3 separate regions of the Mus musculus genome follow, and all the other regions are linked to region 1. A link is a contact called in public promoter capture Hi-C data. All regions are on one chromosome and are shown on one strand. The core of a region is the stretch at or near the end of the contact, and the rest is flanking DNA. Distances in the headings are between cores, read along the strand shown.

Region 1 (4,025 bases), core at 398-2,897:
AAAAGTCCTCATCCTACCCTCTATTTTAAAGACAGGTCTTGCTGTTTGGCCCAGGCTGGCCCTGAATTCTGAATCTTTGACCTCCACTTTCTGAATGCTAAGATTACAGGCCTGTAGCACTATGCTTGGCAAGAAGGACTATCTGAGCGTAGGGGTTCACACCTGCAATCTTAGCACATGGGAGACAGGGTTTCTCTGTGTATCCCTGGCTGTCCTGGAACTCACTTTGTAGACCAGGCTGGCCTCGAACTCAGAAATCCCCCTGCCTCTGCCTCTGCCTCTGCCTCCCAAGTGCTGGGACTAAAGTCGTGTGCCACCACGCCCAGCCTTTTTTTTTTTTTTTTTCTTTTAACAAGATGCTTTTCTGGGGGAGTAGGTGTGCATTCTTCCTCGGGAGTCAACAATCATGCCTTTAGAAGAGGGTCTTTCTTTGGCAAAGAGCATCGCCAGCAGGCTAGGTTGGCTGACCAGATTACACGCACATGTCACCACACCCTTTTTATTTTTAACCTGAAACTATTATTTCATTTATTTATGGGTGGGGCACACATGCTACAGTGTGTGTGTGTGTGTGGGGGGGGGGTCAGAGGACAATTTTTAGGAGTCAGTTTCCTTCCACAAATTCATATTTCAGGTCCTTATGCTTGTGTGGTAATCAATTAAATGACTGACTGACCCCCCCCCCCAACCCTAACCCCCTCCCTGCCCAAAGACTACACCTTTCTGATGGGAAACAAAGAAAAAGAAAAAATGTAGCGGGACAATGGTGGCGCATGCCTTTAATCCCAGCACTTGGGAGACAGAGGCAGGCGGATTTCTGAGTTTGAGGTCAGCCTGGTCTACAGAGTGAGTTCCAGGACAGCCAGGGCTACACAGAGAAACCCTGTCTCGAAAAACCAAAGAGAAACAAAAAGATGCTTTCATTTTCTGACCGGGTGCAGAAAAGGACAGAAAAATAATTCTTGTAGGTAGAAAGGCTGGCTTGATACCTGATCTGATGGGCCAGTTGGTAAGGGGTTGTGTTCCATGCAACAGCATCTACCTTCTGGCCTTCAGGAAGTGATATCTTAATAGCCCGGGCTTTCTTCTGTGTCATACTTGCTAACTTTTTCACGTGAGCGGTCCATAGCTCCTCAAAAAGGCCAAATCGTTCTGCCAACCAATGTGGAGGAGTTGGTGCAGAGGCCTGGAGGAAAAGGCACGTTAGGAGGTATCGCGGGCTTATTTCCACTACTCCGGAATGGGGTCGTAGGGGTTATGGGTGTTTAAGAAGCATTGGTTTTAAGGTGGAAACTGGGTGACACTAGGTCTTAATTTGGGGATTCAAAGGAACCGCACATTTCCGAGTGGGGCAGCAGGGTCCAGGAGGGGCTGGACAGCCTGCCCCCTTGGACTCCGCTGGGCTAAATGGTTGGGAGCTTGGCGTACCTCACGCACGGTGTGGAGCTCGCAGCGGCGGAACTCTGGGAGTGGGAACCCAAGCCGGCGCCACCTCAGACAGAGACCCATGCTGTCTCAAATCGGTACCTCCATGCTCCGATCACCGCTTCTTCCTCACCAGGCTCCTCATTGGCTTCTAAGTCAGTAATATCCTTTCCTATTGGATAACATAGCCGCCATTCCGGCCGGGCACCACCCCCAGGAACTCCGCTGAGGTAGAACCCACACAGCAGCAGCCGCTCTGGGAAAGGTTCCGGTTGACCGGAAAGTGGAAGCTGTTGCACACACCTGCAGTCTGGGTTCCCAAAGTGACAAGAAGGCATCCAACTTTGAGGACAGGGCATACCTCCTGGGGCAAGAATGAGAGAAAAACAGGAAGTGGAAGTTAGTCATTTTCCTTTAATTATAAAATTTATTAAACATTCTTAAAGCTGACAAGAAACAAGTACAGACACTGGAACTAAACATTTAGTGTAAATCCTGGATCTGGCATTAAGTAGTTTTTTTTTTTTTAAGTAAACTTTCTGTAATCTCGATTTTTTAATCTATAAAACAAGAATAAAAATATATGTTCCATTCTGAAGGTACATTTTGTGTAAATTGCTCATCTCGGTGCTTGGTATATGATAATTAGCACCAGCAGCAAGACACTGGTTTTGTTGTTGTTTTTGTTCTCTTTTTCCCCTAGGCTGTCCTGGAACTCACTCTGTAGACCAGGCTGGCCTAGCACTCAGAAATCCACCAGCCTCTGCCTCCCGAGTGCTGGGATAAAAGGCGTGCACGCCCACTGCCCGGCTTGCAAGACACTGTTATTACCACTGAATGTAACAACTCTAAGACTATCTTGGTGGTCATTCCTTTGCAGTCGTGGTGGAGGGACTTTAGAGACCTCTTAATGTCACAGATGTGGAATTTAATCAATCAATCATTATTGCGTGTGTGTGAAGAATCTTTGAAGGCGTGGGCGGCACAGTTTTGTAGGTCACATGCTACCTTTCTGTGGCCACTTCTGTCCTTTCACTTTACATGGGTCTTAGGGGTCAAAGTCACGTTGCCAGGCTTGGGCAGTAAGTACCTGTTATCTGCTGAGCCATCTTACAGGTCTCAGATGTGGAATTCAAAGATTACAGAAGGTAGTTTAAGGTAAAAAACATGCGTGCCGATGAATCTGCAGTGTGCACTCTTCCAGCATACCTTGTTCTTTCCATAGTTTATTTCCAATAGACTCCCTGACCATCTTAGAGACATCCAACATCTTGTTCTCTGTTCCTTACATAAGCCTTTGGTCTCTCATCAGCACCCCACCTTCATCTTTCTTTATTCTTTCTTTGATCTCTCTCCATTAAATCTCAGATGCAGGGCTAGACATATTAGCTTTACACAGTAAAAACAGAAACACGGTCAGATGTGTGGAGAAGCATAAAGGGAAATGAACTTATTAGCACCCTTATTAACTCAAGTAGTCCCTCACCTGGGGGTGGGGACACTTAGTCCATTCCCAGATTGCAGTGGTGATGGGATCATGGGGTCTTGTGGAAGAGTTGTCAGAACAAGCTGCTTAACCTAGGCTTCCAAAGCCCAATGTTCGTTCTGCCTGAGGAGGGCAGCTGACTTGAGTCATAGGCCACTCTGGGGCTCCATCTTCTGATATGTTAGACATCCTGAAATACAAAGAAAGAGACAAGGCTGTGGGGAGGAAGATAGTGTGTGTGTGTTCTTGTGGTCAGAGTGCAACATTCACAAAAAATGGCAATGGCAGACCTAGATTTTTTTGTGGCACTATAACAGAGGCAGGGTAGCGTCATACTGCAGACAACAATCTAGGAGGTGCTCAATAAATATATGTTAAATATGTACTGATCATGTAGTGACTGTAAATTTCAAAAGGTAGAGATTTTTGTCACTACTTTTTAAATTATTCTACAGTGTCCTTTTGTTAGGATCACAGGGAGATACCACCCGGGAATGACAGCTTCTTACACGCATCCTTTAACATTTACTATGTGCAATGCACTGGGCTAATGCTGACCAGCTACCAACATCACGCAACCTGCAGTGGAAGGAATGTTGTGTTATTCCCTCACCCACTGTAGCAAGCCAGGTATCTAAGGCCAATACATACTTGTTCTCCTTGAACATGCCTTGGCTTCAGGAGATATTAAGCTTTTAGTCTACCTGGAAAACACCTCTGCAACTTTCTTGCTCACCCCACTCTTGCCTGCCAGGATCCCGAGATGTGGCACTATTTCACAATTCCATCTTATTCCAAGAACAACTCTGTCAGTAGTGTTCTTATGTTCCCTTTAAACCCTGGAAAATTATCTCAAGGCCAAGTCCTAGTCTGTCCAAGCCACAGCCTGGGTTGCTCAGAGTCACATCACTTCTCTAAGGCCAGACTCATAATGGGTCATGCTTGCTAACATGCATTTCTTTCCTTTTCCTTCCTGAAGCACATGGCCCAGACACTTGTGCCCACAGGACTTTTAGAGTGAAGTACTTTCAAGAAAAAAATCAAGAAATGTGGTGTTTCCTAACTTGTTCCTACAGACTAGCTACAGACACTGAGTAAATGAGGTCCACAGGAG
Region 2 (3,707 bases), core at 1,081-3,580, 150 kb after region 1:
GGGAGGAGCAAGGAAAAGAGATAAAGCCAGGAGACTAAAATTAACCTGGATCCAAATGTGCAGGCAGCCCAGCCCTTACTTTTTCCCATCTGGAGCCAAGTCAGTGTAACACTTAGAAGGTTGGGGTGGGGTAAGGCAAGGGTGTGAGCAGAGGGCTTGGAAGCATAGAATAGAAGGAGGAGGAAGAGGAGGAGGAGGAGGAGGAGGAGGAGGAGGAGGGAAAGTCTCAGTGAATCCTGCTGAAGCCAGGAGGGCTTAGTCCTTAGCCTTGGTGTACTGCCGCTAGGACGAGGGCCCAGCACCTTCAGCAGGAGTTTTAGTTCTTTCTGCTCTCACTAGCTGTGGTCACTCGAATCATGAACATCTGCTCTTTCAGGCTCAAATGGCTCAAGAAAAGCAGGAGTCGGGGTAGGGCCTAGTCTATGTTGAGGGTGGTGGGTGGGCACAGGCAGCCAGGCTGGCAAAGACAGGATGAAAGTGTAGCATTGTGTGTAGAGAGGAGAGTTGCCAGCCGGGTCACATGCCAGGATCTCATGCAGTTCTATCTCTGGCCAAAACGCTAGGGGTCTGAGAGTCACCCCCCCCCCCCCCCCACGGCTAACCTGCTTCAAGGAGAAAAGGAAGTCTTCTTGGAGATTGGCTTGTTCTATTTAACTCTAGAAACTGGGGGGAAATACCCTGTTCCTTTTCCTCTTCATTAGTCTTTTAATTATTTTGTTTGAGACATGATTTTACTCTGTAGTCCATACTGGCCCTGTATTCACAGTGTGCTTCAGGCTGACCTCAAACTTGTGGCAGTCCTGTCTCAGCCTCCTGAGAGCTGGGATTGCAAGCGTGTGGTCCAATGCCCATCTTGCTTGTTATTCCTTTAACTGCTCACACCGCTCCATTCCTCAGCGGGGGCAACTCTGCGAGTAGCTCCCCCCCACCCCTCCTTCACTATCTCTTTAGGATACTCCAACAACTAGAGTTCTCTGGCTGTTGTGAAGGTGCCCTGCCCTTCCTGTGAAATGCTCTGAGCTGATTCTAATGCCTCTTTTTTCCTCTTTCCAAATTGTTTCTTCTCAGAAGAGATTTGTGACTCCTCATTTTCTTTTGGATCCCTTGGTCCCATCTTCCTCTCGCTTTCTAGATAATCCCCCCCCCCACCTCGTCCTTCCAATAAACTTTAATCCCTCACCTACTATGTGCTGGATACAGAATGGGGCCTGAGAAGCACAAAAACAGGGTGTAGAAACCAGGCATGGGGAGGCAGAGCCAAGCAGGTCTAACCTCAGCTACAGAGTGAGTTTGAGATAGGTCTGGCCACGTGAAACCTTGTCTCAAAAAAAAAAGTAAATAAAAATAAGCAATAACAACAAAAAAAGTTGTGGGAATCCTTCAGGCGTTCCAGAAACAACTTAGCTTGTTTTCTCCAACGTCTCCCCACCTCTCTCCTAATCCTGAAAGCCCTTTGTACACTATAAAGAGCTGAGCAAACGTTTAGTCGTGTTCCTTTCAGGGAAATGGACCAGCTGCCCCTGCCCCTTGGCAGGTAATGGAGTTATCCTTTGATCAGCAGAGGGTCGGGGTCTGAGTCGGGCAGGACTGCAGCACGTGTCCCTTCTCACCCCTGCTCTCCCTAACCAGCAGAGTGCGTAAACAAAGACGGGCAGGAGGGCTGCCCGGGACTAGGGCAGTGGGGAAAGAGTGGACTGGAGAACTGTAGCTGGCCGAGTGTCCTACACTCCTGAGCATTCACACACTGGCCTCTGGCTAGCTCTCCCTGTCGCAGAGATAGCAGTAATCGCTGGGTTAGAGAGGAAAAGGAAAAGAATGGAAGGATCTCCTCCATAGTCTTTCTCCCACCCCATGCCTCCCCCCCCTACCCCCCAGCCCCTAGGCTTCCCTTTCTGAAACCTCTCCTCCCCCACATAAGTACACATGGCTACGGGTGGACATTAGCACAGACCCAGTTGTACCTACCCCCATCTGCAGCCAGGATCCAAGTCACCTTTAACAGGAGAGCGAAGAACAACATATTATCCCCACAATGGGGTACAAGGGACCAGGAATTTGGGGTTTAGAAGAGAGAGGTGGAGAGGGAGGGAGAGAGAGGAGTTTCTGGCGTTCTATCTCTTTTCTTCTTGTCTCTGTCTCTGCAGACTTCCAGGGACTTGATTTTCCACAGGTTAACACGAACTTCTGGATCCCAGGATAAATTTCTTCCTCTCTCACTTTCTCTCTCTTCCTCTCTCTGCCCTCTCCGTATGTCCCTTCGTAATCTCCACACCACTTACTGGCCAGCAACTTCACAGTTGCCTCCCGCTTTTAAGGTGGCTCGAAACCGGTGTACGTGAGGAGGGGGGTGGTGCCTGGGCTGCAGCCGAGCAGCTCCTTAAATAGCGGATTAGGCATGCAGGATGGCCCAGCAGAGCCCAGCGCCCTGGCCTTGGCTCAGGACCCTGGAGTGAGCTCTTCCTTTGCTATTTACACTGCCGCTCGTACGGGTGTCCCCTGGAACTCTCGGTCAGGGAAGGGGGGTTTCGCACCTCTCCCTCCCAGGACACCGTGTTCTCATTCCCCTGCCTGAGGAGCACATCCCTGGGTGGTATGGGACTGCTGGTGGGGAACCTGTTTCTGAAACCAAGAGAAGTTGAGCTGGTTGGAACCAGAAAGAATTCAGATTCGGGAGATAGGAGAACAGAAGTTGGAGGCTCAGGGAGCAGGTGGGGAGTGGAAAGTCAAACTTTAAAATCTGGATTGTGGAGAGCAAGAAGTGGGGCGAGGAGAATATTTGTCTTCTGCCTCGTCTTTCTCTGGCGCCTGTCACCACCCCCTTCCCTTGGTGAGGCTTAGGTCCACGTGCCTGTGTAGCCTGGGGTGGGGGTGCGGTTTTGTTTGCCGGATAAAGCCCATTTGTGTGCACAGCGGGGGAGGGGTTGTCGCAGCACCAGGGAGAGACAGCATTCTAACTACCAGATCCAGCCACCTCCCTCCCCAGGGAGCCCAGATCTAGGGCGCCTTTTGTCACTGAAGAGGACACTGACCCCTAGCAGAGAGGCCGGGCAGGAGGAGTGATGGGTGACTGTAGAAACAATTACTGTCACCATGAGAAAAAGGCGGACTCCAAAGAAAGAGAGGGGAGGGGCCATAGAAAGGCCATGTGACCAGGTGGGTGAGGGGTCCAGGGGCTTCCCGCCCACCCAACAAAGGGTCCAGGCAGGTCCTGTGGGATCAAGTGAAACTTGCTGTGGTGGAACTGAGTTTGCTAGTGGAGCATGGAGGCTGCGTGGCGTCTCAGGAATGTGGCTGGTGTGCGCTCCCCCACGGGACTAGAAATCCCGATCGGAATGTACATCCTAAGTCCCTCATTAGTGAGTGTGAAGACCACAGATAATTTCAAGCTAGATGGTGAAATCTCTCCTCCATAACCTCTGTGAGGTCTTTCTGCCCTCCTTACTCCTATCAAGTAGCAATAAATAGCCAAAACAAAGGAGCAGAAGCCAAACAAGGGCACGGGATAAAAGCCAAATGAACAGAATAATGCATGTGCCAGGTCATCACTCCTGCGGAGACAGGAGCTCAGAGTGCTTTTCTGTCCCACGACTGAGCTTCAGAGTAAGGACTTTTTAAAAATATATATATATATTTAAAATACACACACACACACACACACACACACACACACACACACACAACGTTTTATCGCTTTGCGAATACTTCAT
Region 3 (3,859 bases), core at 222-2,721, 170 kb after region 1:
TTTCATCTCCCACCAAAAAAAAGATAAAAATAATATTTTGAAGGGAGAAAGGATTTGTTTTAGTTCACAGATCTTGGTATAGTTTATCACAGAAGGAATTGCAACACATGGCAACTAAGAAGCAGAGAAAAAGGAATCTAAAAGAAATAATTACATAGTTTCTGTTGTTATTGTTATTTTGTGACAGAGGCTGGCCTTGGATTTACTTAGTAGATGACTGTGGATCTGCCCCTCTCTCCCTTCTGAGGGCTATGATTAAAGGAATGTTGGATCTTTCAGGAACATTAAACAGAAAAAAAAAGTTTTGGTTTTGTTTTTAATTTACTTATTTTGTTTTTGCATATCCGTGTGTTTTGCCTGCACGTACGCACACACAATGCATCTGTGCCTGTGGCCTGTGGAGTCCGGAGGATGCCTCTGAATTTCCTGGCATTGTAGTTATGGGTGATTATGAGCCACTATATGGGTGCTAGAAATCGAACCAGGGTGGAACCTCTGCTAGAGGTCATTGCCTCTCCATCCCCTCACACTTAAAAGAACATTTTAAGTAGATTCCTGTAGGAAAGGAGAGGCCTTGCTGGACAGTTTCTGATAATTGTGTTTCTTTAGGCCTGTGTTATTTTTCCTCTAAGGTGTCAATTTTGTTTGTTTGTTTTTCTGTCTTTTGGAAACAGTCTCTCCCCACCCCACCCCCCTTTCTGTGTAATCCTGGAACTCGCTCTGTAGACCAGGTTGGCCTCGAATTCAGAGATCTGCCTGACTCTGCCTTCCAGTGCTGGGATTAAAGGCGTGTGCCACCGCGGCTGGCTCTAATATTCCAACTTTTTAGCAGTGACAAATGACCTCAGTATCAACTCCTCCTGGACAGTTTTATTTAAAGGCTTCTGACTCAACGTGCTAAACTCAACTCTGCTTTCAGAGCCGTTCCCCCCTTTATGTTGGAAGTTAAAATACCTTCTTTATCACGCTCTGGTTCTACAAGCAGTTCGGGACGGGGAGGTGTCACCAACACGCTGTTCGCGCTCGCGCCCCTGCTTACACTTTAGCCGCAGAGCAGAAGGCTTGTGCTTTAAGACCACCGAAAGCTCTGGGTGCAGTGTGTTGCATGACCCACTTACAACTTGGGGATGCCAACGACGCCTTTTCCCTTCCTTTTAACCCTGAAGCCAGAAAAACCCCAAACAAACAAAAACAAACCCAACAGACACCCAAACCGTCCTACTACCAAGGGGAAAGCGCGCCAATCACACAAAGAAAAGGAGGGGGGCGACTGGGATTCAAAATCATTTCTCCGGGACGTACATCCTCCCGAACCTATCGGAATTAACTGCGCGCCTAGTCAGAGCCAATAGACACTGAGTTTCTGGTCCAGGTCCCCCCTAAAGACAAATGGACAACCCTCTAGCCCAATGGAGTCGTGTGACGCTAAGGACTCGACCAATCCCGTTGGGAGGTGGGTGGAGTGTAGGCTAGGGGGGGTTGGCGGTGCCGTGTCATGGAGGCTCAGTCTCGCAGCAGCCATTGAAGGGGAAGGAACTGCGGGCGCGCGCGTGTCTCTCTCCCTCACTCTCTCTGTGTGAAAGTGTGTGCGTGCCCGAGTGTGCGCGCGCGGGTGTGTGGACTCGGAGGTGGGGGCAGCCGAGTTAGTCCCAAGTCGTCGGACTCCATTTGCTATTCTTTTCTTTCTCTCCCACACCCGTGTGGTAGTGGGCGTTCGTCTTTGCGTCTCTTTTCATTCATCTCCAGACCTTTAGAGGTTTTTTTAGGGTTGGGGATAGTGGGGAGGGCAGGCGAGGGGAAAGGAGGAGGACATGGAGATGAAGAAGAAGATTAACATGGAGTTGAAGAACAGAGCCCCGGAGGAGGTGAGATGACTCAGCCCCCATAGTCCCCTCCCGCCCTGGATCGTGAGGGGTGGGCTTCGGGGGTCCGGGTGGGTGCGCAGGGCGGGCTGGGAAGCGCGCCCCCACTTGGGGTGGAGGCGGGGTGTTTATTTTAAGTTTTAAATCACCAGGCTCTTGTGCTTAAAATGGCGAAGGGCTTAAGTTTCTAGGGGCATTTTCGTGAGCGCGCGGGGGCTCAGCCCCATGGCGTCCTCGCAGACTGGTGGCCCGGCATCGCGGGCGCGGGCGGCGTGGGCGCGACCCCCGGGTCCTCGCCACCTGCGAAGTTGGTGTAACTTTCCCGCGGCGCCGCCACTCGGCCGGCCGCGGCCCCGGGTGTGGGACTCGCGCCGATCTGTGCCCCACGCTCCCTCCGACCGTGCCCGCTCGCGGGCAGCACGCGCCGCGGCCGGGGCCGCAGCGGAATCCCGGGACCCGACGGCGCGGGCCGCGATCCGCGTGGCGCGCGGACTTTTACGCAAGCTGGAGGCTTGTGCGAGCCTCGCTGCGCTCAGTGCGGTCGTAGGGAAGAGTCCCGAGTCTTGAAGGGGGCCCGGGAGGCGTCGCCCCGACTCCCCGCCGTCGGATTCCCTAGCGGTTTACGCCAGGTCCGCGGGTCTGGAGATTGGCCGCGGCGGGCGGGGACCAGGCTCGCTGATTCGCGGCCGCGGCGTGAAATCGAGGGACAAGGGGTCCGCGCCGCCGTGGTCCCTTGACGCCCGCTCAAAGGCGGGCATCTGCCGGGCCTCCACAGTTATCATGCAGAGCCAACGGTCCCTGAGCCCTGCTGATTTTCGTGGTTCCTTTGCGGGTTTTGGTGACTGGAGGCGAGAGAGAGGTGGTGGAAACATTGTTGCTGTGAGGGTTATCTCTGGGAGCAATGGAAGTTTTCTAGAGCTTCTTAGAAGATTCTAGAAAAACTCAAAAGTTGAAAGCTGTCAGCAGGACGTGGTGAGTGATATCTGTAATTCTGTATATCTGTAAATCTGTACTTCTCATATCAAGAAATTCCCAGCCCTTGGGAGGGAGGCCGAGGTAGGACGCTGGTTGCAAGTGGGACTCTGTCAAACAAGGCAAAGCAAATCAAAACAAGCAGTTTCTCAGAAGTCTTGTGGAGCAAAAATGGGTCGTCCCCTCCGCCCCATCCTTTCACCTTCAATTTGGAGGATTGCTTGACATGCCTTTTTGCAGTCTCTTTCCTTTGGTGTGGTGTGGTAACAGTTAAGTTTATATAGATAGTTTATAAGGCACTCCCATTTATTTACTTTCTCCTTGGGAAAATGTAAGCTGGGTTGTATTGTTCTAGAATCCAAATTAGCAAATAGGAGTAAAGTTGAAGAGCTGGGATTCTGACACTAGGTCTACAAAACTCTTGCTGAGCTCTAAGAAGTCTCTGGTTAAGACCAGAATCCAAAGGCTTAAGAATTGCTTGGCGTGGTAGGCATTTAATTCAAGGCAGAGGCAGGCAGATCTTTTTGAGTTTGAGGCCAGTTTTGAGTTTGACTACAGCTGTCTCAAAAACGAACAGCCAGACGGTGGTGGCGCATGCCTTTAATCCCAGCACTCGAGAGGCAGAGGCAGGTGGATTTCTGGGTTCAAGGCCAGCCTGGTCTACAGAGTGAGTTCCAGGACAGCCAGGGCTACACAGAGAAACCCTGTCTCGAAAAACCAAAAAAAAAAAAAAAAACAAAAAACAAAAAACAAAACAAAACAAAAACCAAATGAACAAGTCGGAGATAGTGTCCCACGAGCTGTTAATCCCAACAGCCAGGAGGCAGAGGCAGGCAGATGGATTTCTGTGATTCAGAGACCATGCTAGTCTACAGAGCAAGTTATAGGACAGACAGGGCTACACAAAGACCATGTCTTAAAACAAAACAAAACAAAACCAAAACCCAAACAGACTTATCAAAATGTCCCTACCTGACACTAATGGTGTGACGTAATGCAAGTCATTTTGCATACCTAGGCTTCCC

The links. Promoter capture Hi-C pulls out the DNA fragments that hold promoters and counts their contacts.
Region 2: a promoter capture Hi-C map of neutrophils shows a contact between it and region 1, with 2.1 times the contacts expected there. The contact joins the promoter of Car14 here to the promoter of Tars2 in region 1. A contact is called at or near these places in 7 of 39 promoter capture datasets (cranial neural crest, hippocampal neurons, liver and 3 more), 2 of 484 Hi-C or Micro-C datasets (B cells and the G1E-ER4 cell line), 3 of 115 datasets of contacts at active chromatin or transcription factors (the 230-238 cell line and embryonic stem cells) and 3 of 9 other capture datasets (adipose tissue, liver and pancreatic islet).
Region 3: a promoter capture Hi-C map of liver shows a contact between it and region 1, with 4 times the contacts expected there. The contact joins the promoter of Anp32e here to the promoter of Tars2 in region 1. A contact is called at or near these places in 2 of 39 promoter capture datasets (erythroid cells and liver), 1 of 484 Hi-C or Micro-C datasets (CD4 T cells), 1 of 115 datasets of contacts at active chromatin or transcription factors (extraembryonic endoderm stem cells) and 3 of 9 other capture datasets (adipose tissue, liver and pancreatic islet).

The regions. Positions count from the first base shown.
Region 1 is chr3:95,753,330-95,757,354 of GRCm38.p6, forward strand. Tars2 (threonyl-tRNA synthetase 2, mitochondrial (putative)) reads right to left here and starts at 1,648. Exons shown (of 18, transcript NM_027931.3): 1 at 1,429-1,648; 2 at 990-1,186. The coding sequence starts at 1,509.
Region 2 is chr3:95,902,355-95,906,061 of GRCm38.p6, forward strand. It overlaps Car14 (carbonic anhydrase 14), which reads right to left and starts at 2,331. Exons shown (of 11, transcript NM_011797.3): 1 at 1,966-2,331. The coding sequence starts at 2,020.
Region 3 is chr3:95,927,786-95,931,644 of GRCm38.p6, forward strand. It overlaps Anp32e (acidic (leucine-rich) nuclear phosphoprotein 32 family, member E), which reads left to right and starts at 1,472. Exons shown (of 7, transcript NM_023210.4): 1 at 1,472-1,865. The coding sequence starts at 1,812. Gm46815 (a long non-coding RNA gene) reads right to left here and starts at 1,240. Exons shown (of 3, transcript XR_001783926.1): 1 at 955-1,240.